2 separate regions of the Mus musculus genome follow, and region 2 is linked to region 1. A link is a contact called in public Hi-C data. All regions are on one chromosome and are shown on one strand. The core of a region is the stretch at or near the end of the contact, and the rest is flanking DNA. Distances in the headings are between cores, read along the strand shown.

Region 1 (6,602 bases), core at 2,856-5,355:
AGAGGACTATTGAAGTCGGGAAAGTTTAAGAGAAGCGTTTCTTTGGTAGTGTAAGTTTTTGAGGGTTTGGACGGCCAAGGAGCTACATGGCATGAAGAGTGTCATGACTGAAGTAAAAGTGCAGTCGTGAGGGATCCACAGGCACCAGAGTCTGCAGAGGGAGGAGAGCTGCTGGCCCACTGTAAAGGAAACTTCAGCAAAAGAAGAAGAAAGAAGCCAGCATTACTCTCTACACGCACGATTGCCTTAGATCATCTCAAAGCAAGTGATTAAGAACCTGTCGCCATAGCCAACTGCCTGCTAGGAAAGCATTGTCAATCCAGGGAATGCATTTGTTCTGGTTACTTGTGGATCAGGTGGTCCTCCAAATAGATGTAAAAGCCAAGGGAGCTAGCCGAACGGCAGGAACGATCCCATTTCCTTCCGACAGGAATGTGTTCCTGGTTTACACTGAGCATTTAAGCTCTTGCTGACTCACTGTGACAACTCTAAGCTGCATTGGGCTAAAGCTCAGACATTGGAGCTATAAAGACAAAGCTTAATATCAGCTCCTGAAAGGTGTGCTGTCTGACTCAGTCATACCTGGCTATATCCTTAGTCATAGTGCTGAGAATGCATGATGAAGGCAAAAAAATGAAATGTGTGTGCTCTGAGCAAGGTCAGTGGAGGGTGATTACTAATACCCCAAACACCATACATGATCCATGCCCCCAGCACTGGTTTGATATAGTGCATCCATACATATTCTTACAGGAAAACTTTTACAAGTTGGACCCATCATGGGGCAAGCCTGTAATCCTAGCTACCCAGGAGATGGGTGCAGGAAGGCCATAATTTCAAGGCCTGCTTGGCTAGGACTGTTCTCAAGGCCAGCCTTGGGCAACTTAGTGAGGTCCTGTGTAAAACTCAAAAGGGCTCAGGATGTAGTTCAGTGAGAGAACACTTGCCTAGAGTGTTAGGCCCTGGGTTCAATTCCCAGTGCCATAAGCAAAACAAAACAAAAGTTCTTTAAAAAGAAAAAGAAAACCTAGAGAGAAAACAGGTGACACTTGACAGGGCACCCGGATGTCACTCCTTCGCTACTTGAATTGCCTTTCTCGTTACTCAGGTGGTAGAAAGGTAAAGGAAATCCCTTGGACCTCGGAACGTTGACTGACATAAACTGACAGCCCAGAGGCCATCTGAGGAAGTGATACAGCGGTTTGCTGATGTGCACAGGGGGCAGTCATGGGAGTGTGCCTCCACTGAGCCAATGAGGTTCAGATGTTAGTGTGACTCCTCGCTATCTCAGTAAGGCTCAGGAGTGTGATTCCCCACTAACCCAGTGAGACCTGTATACTCTTCTCCATAGAGGAAAAAAAAAAAAACCTGGTGGAAATAGAGGCAATTTAGAAGGATAGTAAATGATTATCAAGGGAATGAAGAGGCTTGGAGATAGAGATGAGATTATAAAGTGACTCTCTGGAATCTGAATGAGCCAGAAAGCAAGATGCTATCTTGGGACAGAGTCCACCCCTGTGTGGATGCACTTTGATAGACTATGATCTTCCTTCATGAGAATGGAAGGCAGTTGTGATTTTCCATGGGTCTGGTCTTAATGCAGAGTAACTCCTTTCCTGTGCCTGTGGGAGAGCTGGGATAAAGGGTGTGGGACTCAAGGGATGATCTCTAAGACCACTCCTCCAACCTAGCATGCCAAAATGACATTATGGGGTACGATTTTGTGAATCCCAGCAATATAAACATGAAAAAAAAAAACCATAGCATCCATACCACATGTGCTGATGTAGAGCTGGAGGGTTTCTGTGCTCATTACATTACCACTCCATTCAAGAAAGAATGTGTCTCTTCTCCTTTTCTAGGAAGGCTCTCTCATGTCCCTTGCCAGTGTCTCCCCATGAACCTGCTGGGTCTCATAAAACAATACCCCCTCGAAGTATAATTATTTGGCATGTTCATAAACAGTCTCAAGGCCGGGGTCTTTCTAACCTCTTGTTTCTCCTCCATCATCGGAAGGGGCTCCCCTAAATACCCACATGTGACTGGAAGCTGCTTATGAAAGAAGCACAATGTTGTAAGCCCTTTTCCTAGGAGTTACATCAAATAACAGAAAGATTATTTTAAAAGGAACTAAAAGCTGTCACCGTGCCTGAGTAGATTAATCTTTCGGTTTCATGGCCTATTCATCTCCAAAGGTGCTGATTACCTTCAAGATTACCATCTTGACATATGAAATCCGGGAAGGTCACAGGGACTATGTTACCTTTTTGTGGCACTCTGGCTCACACAGTAACGTTCCACCTCTCCATCACTGCCTTGCCTTTCTACCCTAGGGATCGTCTCTGAGACCACTCCTCCAACTTAGCATGCCAAAATGACACTTTGGGGTTCACTTTTGTGAATCCCAGCAATATAAACATGAAAACCCTTGGCATGAAATCAGTTTTATACTCTGGTTTCCCAGATGAAGTAATGGTTCAGAAAGGCTCTAACTCATCCAAGGCATCTTCGTTGCTGACTCTAATAGATTGCAAAAAAGCCCTAGCCACAGCAGCCAACAAAGATGTGAACTAGCCAGTCATGTTATTTGGAAAGAAACACAGAATATTATTTTTATATACAAATCATTATTCACTCTTATTGCACATGTATAATATTTATTCTCTTTCGTTCTTTTCAAAAGACACGTTGCAAAAAAAAAAGTTAACCTTTTTTTGTTAAGTGTACTCTTAAAAAAAAATTACCACTAAATGATGGCCCTGGTAGTAAGACTGGAAATGCCAGCAGAAAGCCTGCTGTAACAAAGTATCCCAGGCTCCCTGGTTTCTCCCCTCATCAAACGGTTGTCATGGAGATAAAATGTCTGGACCCAGTGTTCTGACCATAGCTAGTGAAGTGGTATAAGGTTGCAACATTGTCAACAAATTCAGTTTTTTAATCAATGCAGATTAACACTGGGTTATGTAGACTGCGCTGACACTAGCTGTGGACACTAGCTGGGGAACTCTGTGGAGCAGGATCGTGGATGGATCTCAGAACGGGACAGGGCTTCATCCTAGAGGCCAGGAATCTTTCTAAGCAGGTGTTAAGCGAAGGACTTGATCTTGCATGTCGTGGCTTTCTCACCTAGAACATGAAGATTGTCGACATACTAAAGGCAGAACAAGAGGCTCTGGAAAGTTGTCGGGACGTGAAGAAAGCCAAAGGGGCCCCTCATACTGAGTCTCTGTCTCTGGGGACTTGCCTGTTCCTACCTCTCCTGTTACTTGTAAACATGTGTATGGGACCGCTGTGTCTGATTTCTTTGATTTACATAAGATTTGCATGCCTTATTCATGCTGAAGTATGTGTTGGAATTTATGGAGTGAATGACATCCTGTTAGTTGACAGAAATTTGAATCATATAAATTTGGGGGGCTTATGTTTTTCAGTCCTTATGAACACATATCTAAGAGTAGAATTGGCCTATATTCTATGTTCTAGAACAGCTAGGTCATAGTAGGCTAGTCAGGGGGAGTGATCATTGAGAGAGAAATGAAGAAGGAGTAATGTATATAAAATATGAGCACCGAATAAACACTTAAGAAGTTATTAGTAAATATAAAATCTTTATCATATATATAATAAATACTCAAGAAGTATGTTATTAGCTGCCACATTTGTTGCATTGATCTTACATAAAATGAACTGAAATATATTGGTTCGGACATATCCAAAAAAATAAATCAGATTCTGCTGATATGAGGACTTACCTTCCAAACATATATAATGAACAAATAGCAGCAGATATATATGTACCACGGAGGGCCTATACAGCAGGCAACAAAAATTGACACTGCAGATGTCATGAGGTGACAGATCAGAGTAAACTCACAGGGCCTAAGAGACAGATGTCATGAGATGGGATCTAAAGTTCGTGGCAGCAAGAAGCTAGGAGGGTTTGTCTCAGCAGTAACTCTACTGCCCCCCCTCCCCCAGCTGCTGACTGGCATAGGAGCAGTGGCTTACCCTGGGGCAGAAGAGACCGAACCTCAAGAACACAGCACTGGTAGCTGAATCAGTGCACTGGTGTTACTGTGAGGCCTCCTAATCTGTCTCTCCGCATTATGAAATCCTCCAGTCAGGGGACAAAGGTAGTGTTTATATTGGGACAAGTGAACAGCGCGAAAGCCCAGCTTACTCGGCCAAAACCAACTCAGAACGAATCTTCTAGAAGCTGAAGCCAAATGAGCACACAGTTAGGAGGAGCCCCAGAGATGTGTCCCCAGGGGGAAAAGAAAAAAGGCCAAGAAGTGAGCCACAAGGCACACAGGTAAAAGAGGTCACAGAAAGTGAAACTCCACACTGTGGAACAAGGTTTGCATCAAATTCAGCTCAAAGAAAGAAAGGGTTTCATAGTGATGTGCAAACATTTTGATTAAAAGAATAAGCAAACTTGAAATGAAACTGGTTGAATTAAGGCACTAATCTGACCTGAACTTAACTGAGCTGAGTGATTACTTCCAAACGTTGTTTTTAATGCCATCAGAGAGGAAAAAAAAATGCCATAAGTTGGGCAGTGGTGGTTGCACGCCTTTAATCCCAGCACTTGGGAGGCAGAGGCAGGTGGATTTCTGAGATCGAGGCCAGCCTGGTCTACAGAGTGAGTTCCAGGACAGCCAGGGCTATACAGAGAAACCCTGTCTCAACAAAACAAACAAACAACAAAACAAAACAAAACAAAACACCATAAATAAATGCCATAAATAAAAGGGAACTCTCCAGCAATAATTTTCAATTCTTTTTAAACAATCATTATAAGCTTTTTAAATTAAACTCCTATAGTTTTTCTTTTTCACAGGGACTTACAAGGAAGGCTACACCACTCTGCGCAGGTGAGCATGTGTTCAGGGCAAGGAGAGGAACACAAGAGCAGCAGATGAGAGCGTTAGTAATGAAAAGAGACCCTGTCTTGTGAACTAGTGATAACCTTGGAAATCAGAGCCACTTCTGCTTACCAGGAGCAATGAGTATATTACATAGCTATACTTATGTTCAGAAGTGATGAAAAGACGACAAACTGGCATTAAAAATAAGAGGGAGAAAGATTACAACTTAGAATAATATTTGGGAATGTGTTTAGGAGCAAATAACAGACACTTTAAGCCCCAAGCTTAAAGTGAAAGTTCTCTCTGTGTGTTAAGAACAAGGCATCATGGGCTATCTCCAAAGCTGATGTATTTCATCAGGCCACTTCTAGTTTTTGCATCCACCATCATCAGAACGAGGCTTAGAACAAGGTGAATATTCATGCTTTTTTCTTCTTTCAATCTGCATTCTTGCCAAGTAGAAAAGGGGAACTAGGCAAGGCTCCACAAGTGTTAGAAAAGCGCCTTTCCACTGTCTCATGGAACGCTATGGGGTCACATGACCTCCAGTTGCACAATGACCCAATAAAGCAAGTAGTTTTTTTAGCTTGACACTCTGGGTAAAAGTAGGGTCTTTTAAAAAGAGAAGGGTGCTCAGAATTGACGGGGATGAAGCTGCTTGCAAAGCTCAGAGGCAGAAAACTGGCGAGGGCTCGCAAGGTCCAGGACCTGCTTCCTGGAAGAATCTCGGCCTTGCATGATATTCTGGCTATGTCAGCTATTAAATATTACAGAATTTATAGAACAAACGTGTGAGGAATAAGGTCTGACTTTTGCAAAGCCCTTACCACCTGATAAAACATGAACTAAACATTACTAATTTTCTACTCATTTTAGACAGATACCCTTTTCTTCATTTATAATTTCAAGATTTTGTAAAATCTTGACCAATTTTATGACACACATTTGATGTGTCTTAAAGACAGTTGTTTAAATATACATTATATATTTTATCTAATAATTATATTAGATAATTAATATAATGTTTAATTATATTTAATTAATATAAATTTAATATGAATGATTAGGTTGTAGAAATAAGAAATACTGATGTTTATTTAAAGGTAACGTCCCATAGTCTACTTAGAATATTATAGAATAGAGAATATCTTTTAAATTTGTAAAGTTCTGAATCCTAAATACTCCAAACCTGGTTATTTGAAAAGAGTTTTGTTTTGTTTTGTTTTGTTTTGTTTTGTTGTTTTGTTTTAATGAACTTCCAAAGATGACCTCAACGTAAATAGAGTGCAACGCAAATCTTAGGGTAACCATGACAACTTTTGAGTTAGGACAGGAAGAAATTTAAAAACAGCAAGTCCTGAAGTTTTGATTATTGGAAATAAGATCAATGGCTGTTTAAAATGACAGATGCCCACATTTGAGTGACTTAAGCCATTTGCGTAGATCAGTCCCCTTGAATGAAGATGTCAGGACATCTGGAATACACATAAGCAGGTCTCCACTCCTGCAAGAAGTGTGATGAAGATCACAGTTCATCTCCCATGAGGACTTTGGCTGGCATATCAGCAAAAAAGATTTTTACCTTGTGTCTTGTTTAATATTCACATTATTTTTTACAAGCACCAGTGTATATAAACATATAATGGTGATTTTAAGGTTCAAAAATAAAACTTTTTTCTTTAATCTTTCTATGTTAGAGCTTGAGTGCCAGGGACACAGGTGATTAAGCCAAAG
Region 2 (6,602 bases), core at 1,502-4,001, 74 kb after region 1:
TTCTTTCCAGATGAAGCCATAAACAAGCACCCCCGCTTCGGGTGAGTGAGGCTCAGACTCTGCGGTCTGTGAATTCCTCTCACCCACACGTCGGATTCAGAGGAGACAGCAGACACTATCTGCTCATGTTGCTTCCTACATACAGGTTTGCTTTGTCCATTTCAGAGCCGTCTTTACAGGCCGTAGCTCCTTTCCTACATTTTGTTTACAGACAGTTTTCTGTCCTGATTCTACAAACACATGTACTGGGAGATTTCCTTTCCCTGTCCAAGTTAGTGCTGGGATCTCTCTTCACCCACGTTGCCCTCTGCTCTGACACGGTCAGGTGGCTACAGCACTTAGCATAGGCACTCTCCTTGTACCTAGGTCTGTAGTTGAAGTTGCTTTAGGTCCTTCACCAGCTTGATCTTGGTTCTTCCTATGAACTCTTCTATATTGGAAAGAAGCCCCTGACCCAACATGAGGGACACAGGGAACTCTCAGCTTACTCCTTTTCCAGGCTCCCACAGTTGTACATTCAAAGTCTTTGTAAGGATAGACAGAGATCGACTGACTGACTGACTGACTGACTGACTGACTTGTTCATTCATTTGTTTATTTGAGGCAGGGGTTGTTGTTTGTTCCTTCATTCATTCATTTGCTTGCTTGCTTGTTTGTTTACTTACTCATGGCAGGGTCTGTCTAGGAAGCTTGGCTATACAGGAACTCGCTGTATAGACTAGGTTGACCTCAAACTCACAAAGATCCTCCTACCTCTCTCTCTAGTACTGGGATTAAAGAGCCATTATTGCGTGTGTTAAAAAGAAAACACTGAGCTGCTGCAAAGATGGATCATGATGATTATAAAAGCTACCCAGAATCCCTCACGGGAAAGGCCAGCACAGGAGGTCCTCGTGTCCTGACTGAGGGATCAAAGCAGGAGTCATATAACATAAAATAAGTGAACCTTGGTTTCATAATTTATCAAACCTCATCTATCTAAAGTGTTGCTGCAATTTAGAGTCAGTTCAAAAATCTGAGAGGAATTTTTTTTCCTCTCTTTGTGCTGTTAAAATTGTGAGTTTGAATTAGGACCAGTGACTGCAAGTGTCGGTGGCCATAATGTGCGCATCAGGTAAGAATCAGTCTGTGTTTTGGATCGGGGGCTGAAGCAAGTGATTTTGAGACTTCAGTGATAACCAAAACCTAAGTTCTTAAATTTGACTAAAATCATTGGAATTTTCATGAGTAATGTTAGAATTAGCTGGACTGTGGTTGCCATGAACACCTGTGCTGACTAGGTGAGCAAGAAGGGGTGGTCCCCAGGCAGAGCGCAGGAACTGCTGCTCACCAGTCCCCTTTCAGGAAACCCTTAGGGTAGCATGTCACGTGCCATGAGCCAGTCTCGGATTTTTAGTTTGCGGTAGGATTCAGTTCCATTCAGTTCGATGTGCTCAGATTCTAATGTGGCAGTTGTTGGGTGACCTGTCCTTTTGTTTGCTTGCTGTAGTACTCTAACAAGAAACATCCGGCATCGGAGAGGAGAAAAGGTTGTCATCAATGTGCCAAGTAAGTGGGTGGGGCTGGGCTGGGGCTGGGGCAGCATAGTCCAACCGGCAGCCTTGATTCTCAGCTCCTCTTCTTTTCATTAATAATGCAGTATTCAAGGACAAGAATACACCATCTCCATTTGTAGAAACATTTCCAGAAGATGCGGAGGCATCAAAGGCTTCTCAGCCAGACCATATCTACATGGATGCCATGGGATTCGGGATGGGCAACTGCTGTCTCCAGGTATTGCCTGTGTTGTATGGAGACTTAAATGTCCTCTTCACTATGCATGTGTCTGGTTTAAAGTCACCTTCTAATCTGATTCGAAAGATAGCTTACCTTCTGAAAAATGATGTTGCTTTAGTAAAGTCTTTTGTAGCTGTCTTTTGACTGAAAATTCACAGTTTACCACAGAGGTGTGTGGTTGTTACTAAACTTGGTATCTATTGGTAAACAGATGTTGGTGAATGCCCTTTTTAGATGCCTGATTTTTTACCGCCATCTAGTGACAGCCTTTGAGGATATTATACAAGGCTCAGATCTCTATTTCTGAAAATGACCTCTGGTGAGAGAATCCAGTGACTTTATGATCCAAGGGCAAAGGTTGTTTGGCATTTAAATTTTTATTCTTGTGCAAAGCTACCTCGTGGTTTAAAAGGAATAAATATTTAACAGTCTTTGCCTTGCCCCTGGCTAAATTACACTAGAGATACAATAGTATTTCTCTGTTCGAACAGTTAAAATTTTTGCTGGGACTAATCAAATAACTGATGGCCTCCAACAGTGACTGCACCAGGCTCCCTCAGGAGCAGAGTGGGGAGTGCAGTCTCCCAGCCCACACAGGCCCGTGGTCGTCTCTGCCCTTGCTGCCTCCATGCTGAGCTGGCTTACTTAGTTAAACTGACTGTAGCCACAGCACAAAGGGCACAAAACTCAGCATTCTTTTCTTAGGGCTGCAGCTGTACACACAGTTGTCACATTAGCCTCCCAACTGTTATTTTTGAAAGTACAGATAATTTAGATTTAATACCCAAGTCAGACTTTCCCATGCTACATGTTTCTATAGCATGAAAAGGTATTTTGTTTCCTTTGCATATTTAAGTAGAATCAGATATGTAGCCTCCAAACAGACGCCAGAATGTTCCCTTAAGAACGGTCACACATCATTTAAAACAAGGCTGACTTTTGACTGTGTTACCCGCTTTCTTATCTTAAGTACAAACATTTCTGGAATTAATCATTAAGCTGCAGCACTTAAAATGTGTGGCTTCAGTATTCTGGGAGTGTTCTTGGAACCCAGCCCTTCCTTGGCTTAATATTGAACCAGGGTCTTTCAGGGTTGCACAAAGTGACAGTCTCGCTTGAGACACTTGATTTATGCAAATAAGTGAGTCCTACTGGTGGGGACAAGCATTTTCATGTAAAGACACAGTTGTCTAATCTATTTAAGGTATGAGTTTAGTACTTCCCCCAACATAACCAGTTACAGTATCCCACTTCAAAAGGTTGTAGTGACACAATGAGATGAACTCAGAAGTAGCTACAAAAGTCCCTGCCTTATATCTTCTGACTGGGACCTGAAAGAAGTATTTATTATAGAAAAGCACAAAAAGAAATGGTAAGTACTTTTTTAGTTAATAGTAGACTTAACTGGACAAAACAAAACTCCTCCAAGTTTGTGAGCTTGCTGAGTGCTATAGTGCTTGCCTGGCATCCCAGTGCTACAGAGGGAGTGTGAGCTCAGGCCAGTGTGGGTTCCATATCCAGACCATCTCAGAGAAGTAAATCTTTACACTTCAGAAAAAGGCCATGGCCTGCTATGGATTTTTTTTCCTCCTCCTTTTTTCTACTTAAGAGAATTATGTGGTTTCAAAACCAGATTCTAGGTAAGTGTCGGGTTTGGTTTCTCATCTCCGTGTTTCACAGGTCCTCCTTCCCTCCTGTCAGTGTCCTAGTGACGTCTCCTCCCGTGGGATCTCTTAGGAGGGCAACAGAAGCCAGCCTTCCCGTGCTATGCCTTTGTCAGGGGTCAGAGCTCCTTGGTTTTGCTTTCCCCACCAAAGTCACTGTTTATGAAAGTCACCGTTTAGCGTGGCGTTCCGCTTGACTTGATGCGCAGAGTGTTTCGGCTCTAGAGACAGGAAGGCAGTTAGGAAATCTACTTACGATAACTGTTGTTACACTGCAACTTGGAAATCCCAGTCCCTCCTCTTCATAGAGTTTTCTAAAGCTGGGTTTTTCAGGATGTACCTACGAATCCTACTCTGTCCCAAGCTACCAAGGAAAGACACCATCCTAGAAAAGTTGTCACTGCAGTATCTTTGCAAAACTAAAGAGTAATGCACAGGAACATGCCTAACAGTCACAGGACAGACATAGATCTAAGAAACACATGTCCAACAGACTCTGTCTGCGTCACAACACCCAGAAACACGTGACTGTCTTACATCTCAGCATCCTCTTTCCTTCATGACCTTCTGTCAATTTAGTAAATAGGTAATAAACACTGCCCCACATTCTTGGGACAGAAAACATCAAGACAGAATCCTGGTGATAGGACCACAGACAGTGAGCAGTACTCTGCCTATCCTGCTCCATTCCACACTGAATCCTTACTCCATAAAGTGTGCACATGCATGCAGAGACCAGAGGCCAACCTCAGCTGCCGTTCCTCAAGCACTGTCCATAAGGGTCACTCATTGGCCTAGAGCTAACGAGCCCTAGAAATCTGCCTGTCTTTGCCTCTCTGGCCCCACGACTATAAACACATACACCACACCCAGCTTTTGGTGGGGGTTCTAGGGAATCAAAGTCAGGTCTTAGTGCTAACAAGGCAAACACTTTAGCTCCTCCGCTCTCTCCCTGGCCTCACATTGTTTGATGGTCTCATGTCCTTAGAGACCTTATCTCCAGCTCTCCTCAATTTTTACTGTAACATTTGATTTTTTTTTTTTCCTTAATGGCTACAACATAGCTTCACATTATCTTAATCTGTAGTGACTAGTAAATCTCATTACTTAATGTGTTACTCACTTTAGCATTACCATGGAAACTACAGGAAGATCAGAACACCAAGTTATTTAAATGATTGTTTCAGAAGTCAGTTGCCGTATATAATTCAGCAGATGTCCCCCATGGAACTTGTTTGATGATATAAGGGACAGTTGAGAGAGACAGTTAAACCGCTGGAACTAAGAGTCATAACAATAACACTGAGAGTCGTAACAGTGCTTTCATCAGCACATCAATTATTTCCTGCATCAGCACCAAACTCAAACTGTCATTATTGAATGGCCATAATGGAGGAAGGTAAAATTGTTTTCAACTTGTGCTTATAATAGTTGTGCTGTTTTCACAAACTGTGCTCCTTGACCACCACTGCCACTCTTCCCTGTGAAGAAACGCAAAACTTTGTTTCTTTGGGGTTATTATTGTAGAGGATTTGCGTTAACCAATGTGATTTTCCTATAATTTTCTGGTGCCTACTTTCCCCTTGTGAGGCTTCCTAGGTAATCTTACTGAATTTGGGGCATTGTCAGAATAGACACTCCGACACTGATTTTTTTTTTTTCCTTCTGAAGTCCAGAGCCTTGGAAACCTAGCTGTTTCCAGGACTTTTCATCCCCTAACATCCATTAACCCGCATGTCACAGCACCTGTACCTCTTCTTCCTCTATGCCCTAGGAACACCCAACAGAAGTCTCCCTCATGCTCTGTCCCCAGGTCCCCAGAGCCCACCTCTTCAACTCTGGCATGCCCCTTCTTCTAGCCCTGAGCTTTCTCCTTCTCAGACCAGTGATTTTACTCTAGTCCCTTCTGGCCTTGCCACCTTCCACATCCCCAACAACCTCACCCCACTCTGCCGTGCTTGGAAATAGACCAAATACAGCCCTCCAGACCCGTCTTTATACCAAAATGCATGTAAGCCCGCTGCTACTGGAAGCCAACAAGAGACCAAAGCTCTGCTGCCTTTTGCAAGTCTCTCTTCTCTTTCCTGGCTTGACAGTGGTTTTGGCTTTCACTGGTGTGTTTATGAGTTGTGGGACATGAGTACAGACATTTACCCAAGACAACTTGTAAGCCATACCTGAAGCCTTTGCATCTGTGACGTGACCACCTTCTTTTCTCTATCCACCGTCCTTCTCAGACTTACTGCTTGTGGGCCTGATAATGACTTTCGTTGTTTTAATAATTTCTGTTCTCAAACAGGTGACATTCCAAGCCTGCAGCATATCTGAGGCAAGATACCTTTATGATCAGCTGGCCACTATCTGCCCAATTGTTGTAAGTAGAAAGTATGTCTCTCTTTAAATGCGTCTTTGTAGAAAATAAGACCATGTGCGATTTAATGAACATATAGAAGGAGCACTGAGGAGAAGAGCAATAGTTGCTTATTGTTGCTAGTACTATATTTGAGTACGACCATTCTTTCTCTGTCTGCCAGTATGTCCTGGTGCTATAGAAGGGATGAGTTTAGTGAGTACAGACTTGGAGTTCTTTCTTGTACATTCTATTTATAAGACAGTAGCTGGGAGTACATGAGTGGAACATCAAGGATGGTGAGTGGGTGGAGCCTTCTCTGTGTACGCAGCACGTTGACCCTTCACTTGCTGTTTTGTCTTTAGATGGCTTTGAGTGCTGCATCTCCATTTTACCGAGGCTACGTGTCAGACATTGATTGTCGCTGGGGAGTGATTTCTGCCTCTGTAGATGATAGAACACGGGAGGAGAGAGGCCTGGAGGTAAGGAATGATTTTTTTTTCTTTAACCCTAATAGATCTTTTGCATCACACCGGGGACCTGTGTATATTGTAACCCCTTGGCATTTTGAAGTCTCCTTAGATGTTTACCCTCTGGGTGTCCACATCAGGGAAGAGAATACAGGTAGTGAGCCGGCTTTGTTTTAAGTGGGTACACAGGAGGAAGGTACTTGGTTTGGGTGGGAAGTCTAGAAATCTGCATTAGATATAGCTTCCTTTAAAAATACTGGCCATTTTGTGCTGTAGCAGTCACACCGGCAGCTGTTTTACCAAAAGGCTCTGGCCACTGCCTTCTGTCCAGTAGTTTCTGCT

The links. Hi-C and Micro-C count contacts between places; a contact is called where the count stands out from the background.
Region 2: a contact with region 1 is called in a Hi-C map of liver, with 2.8 times the contacts expected there. The contact joins two enhancer-like sites. A contact is called at or near these places in 1 of 15 datasets of contacts at CTCF or cohesin (pro-B cells), 16 of 484 Hi-C or Micro-C datasets (the Ba/F3 cell line, CD8 T cells, ECoMG-derived neutrophils and 9 more) and 7 of 115 datasets of contacts at active chromatin or transcription factors (embryonic stem cells, hepatocytes, intestinal villus epithelium and 4 more).

What each region holds. Positions count from the first base shown.
Region 1 is chr9:77,703,791-77,710,392 of GRCm38.p6, forward strand. No RefSeq gene overlaps it. Among named protein-coding and RNA genes, the nearest start is that of Gclc, 47 kb to the right of the region's middle. Within about 2 kb of position 4,106, at least 23 of the 459 cell types and tissues checked have an H3K27ac peak or open chromatin away from gene starts, as enhancers often do. A contact at or near this core is called in hepatocytes, kidney and liver, where this site is marked.
Region 2 is chr9:77,779,595-77,786,196 of GRCm38.p6, forward strand. It overlaps Gclc (glutamate-cysteine ligase, catalytic subunit), which reads left to right. Exons shown (of 16, transcript NM_010295.2): 4 at 1-41; 5 at 1,490-1,548; 6 at 1,640-1,773; 7 at 5,740-5,814; 8 at 6,156-6,272. Among named protein-coding and RNA genes, the nearest start is that of Gclc, 28 kb to the left of the region's middle. Within about 2 kb of position 2,752, at least 36 of the 459 cell types and tissues checked have an H3K27ac peak or open chromatin away from gene starts, as enhancers often do. A contact at or near this core is called in hepatocytes, kidney and liver, where this site is marked.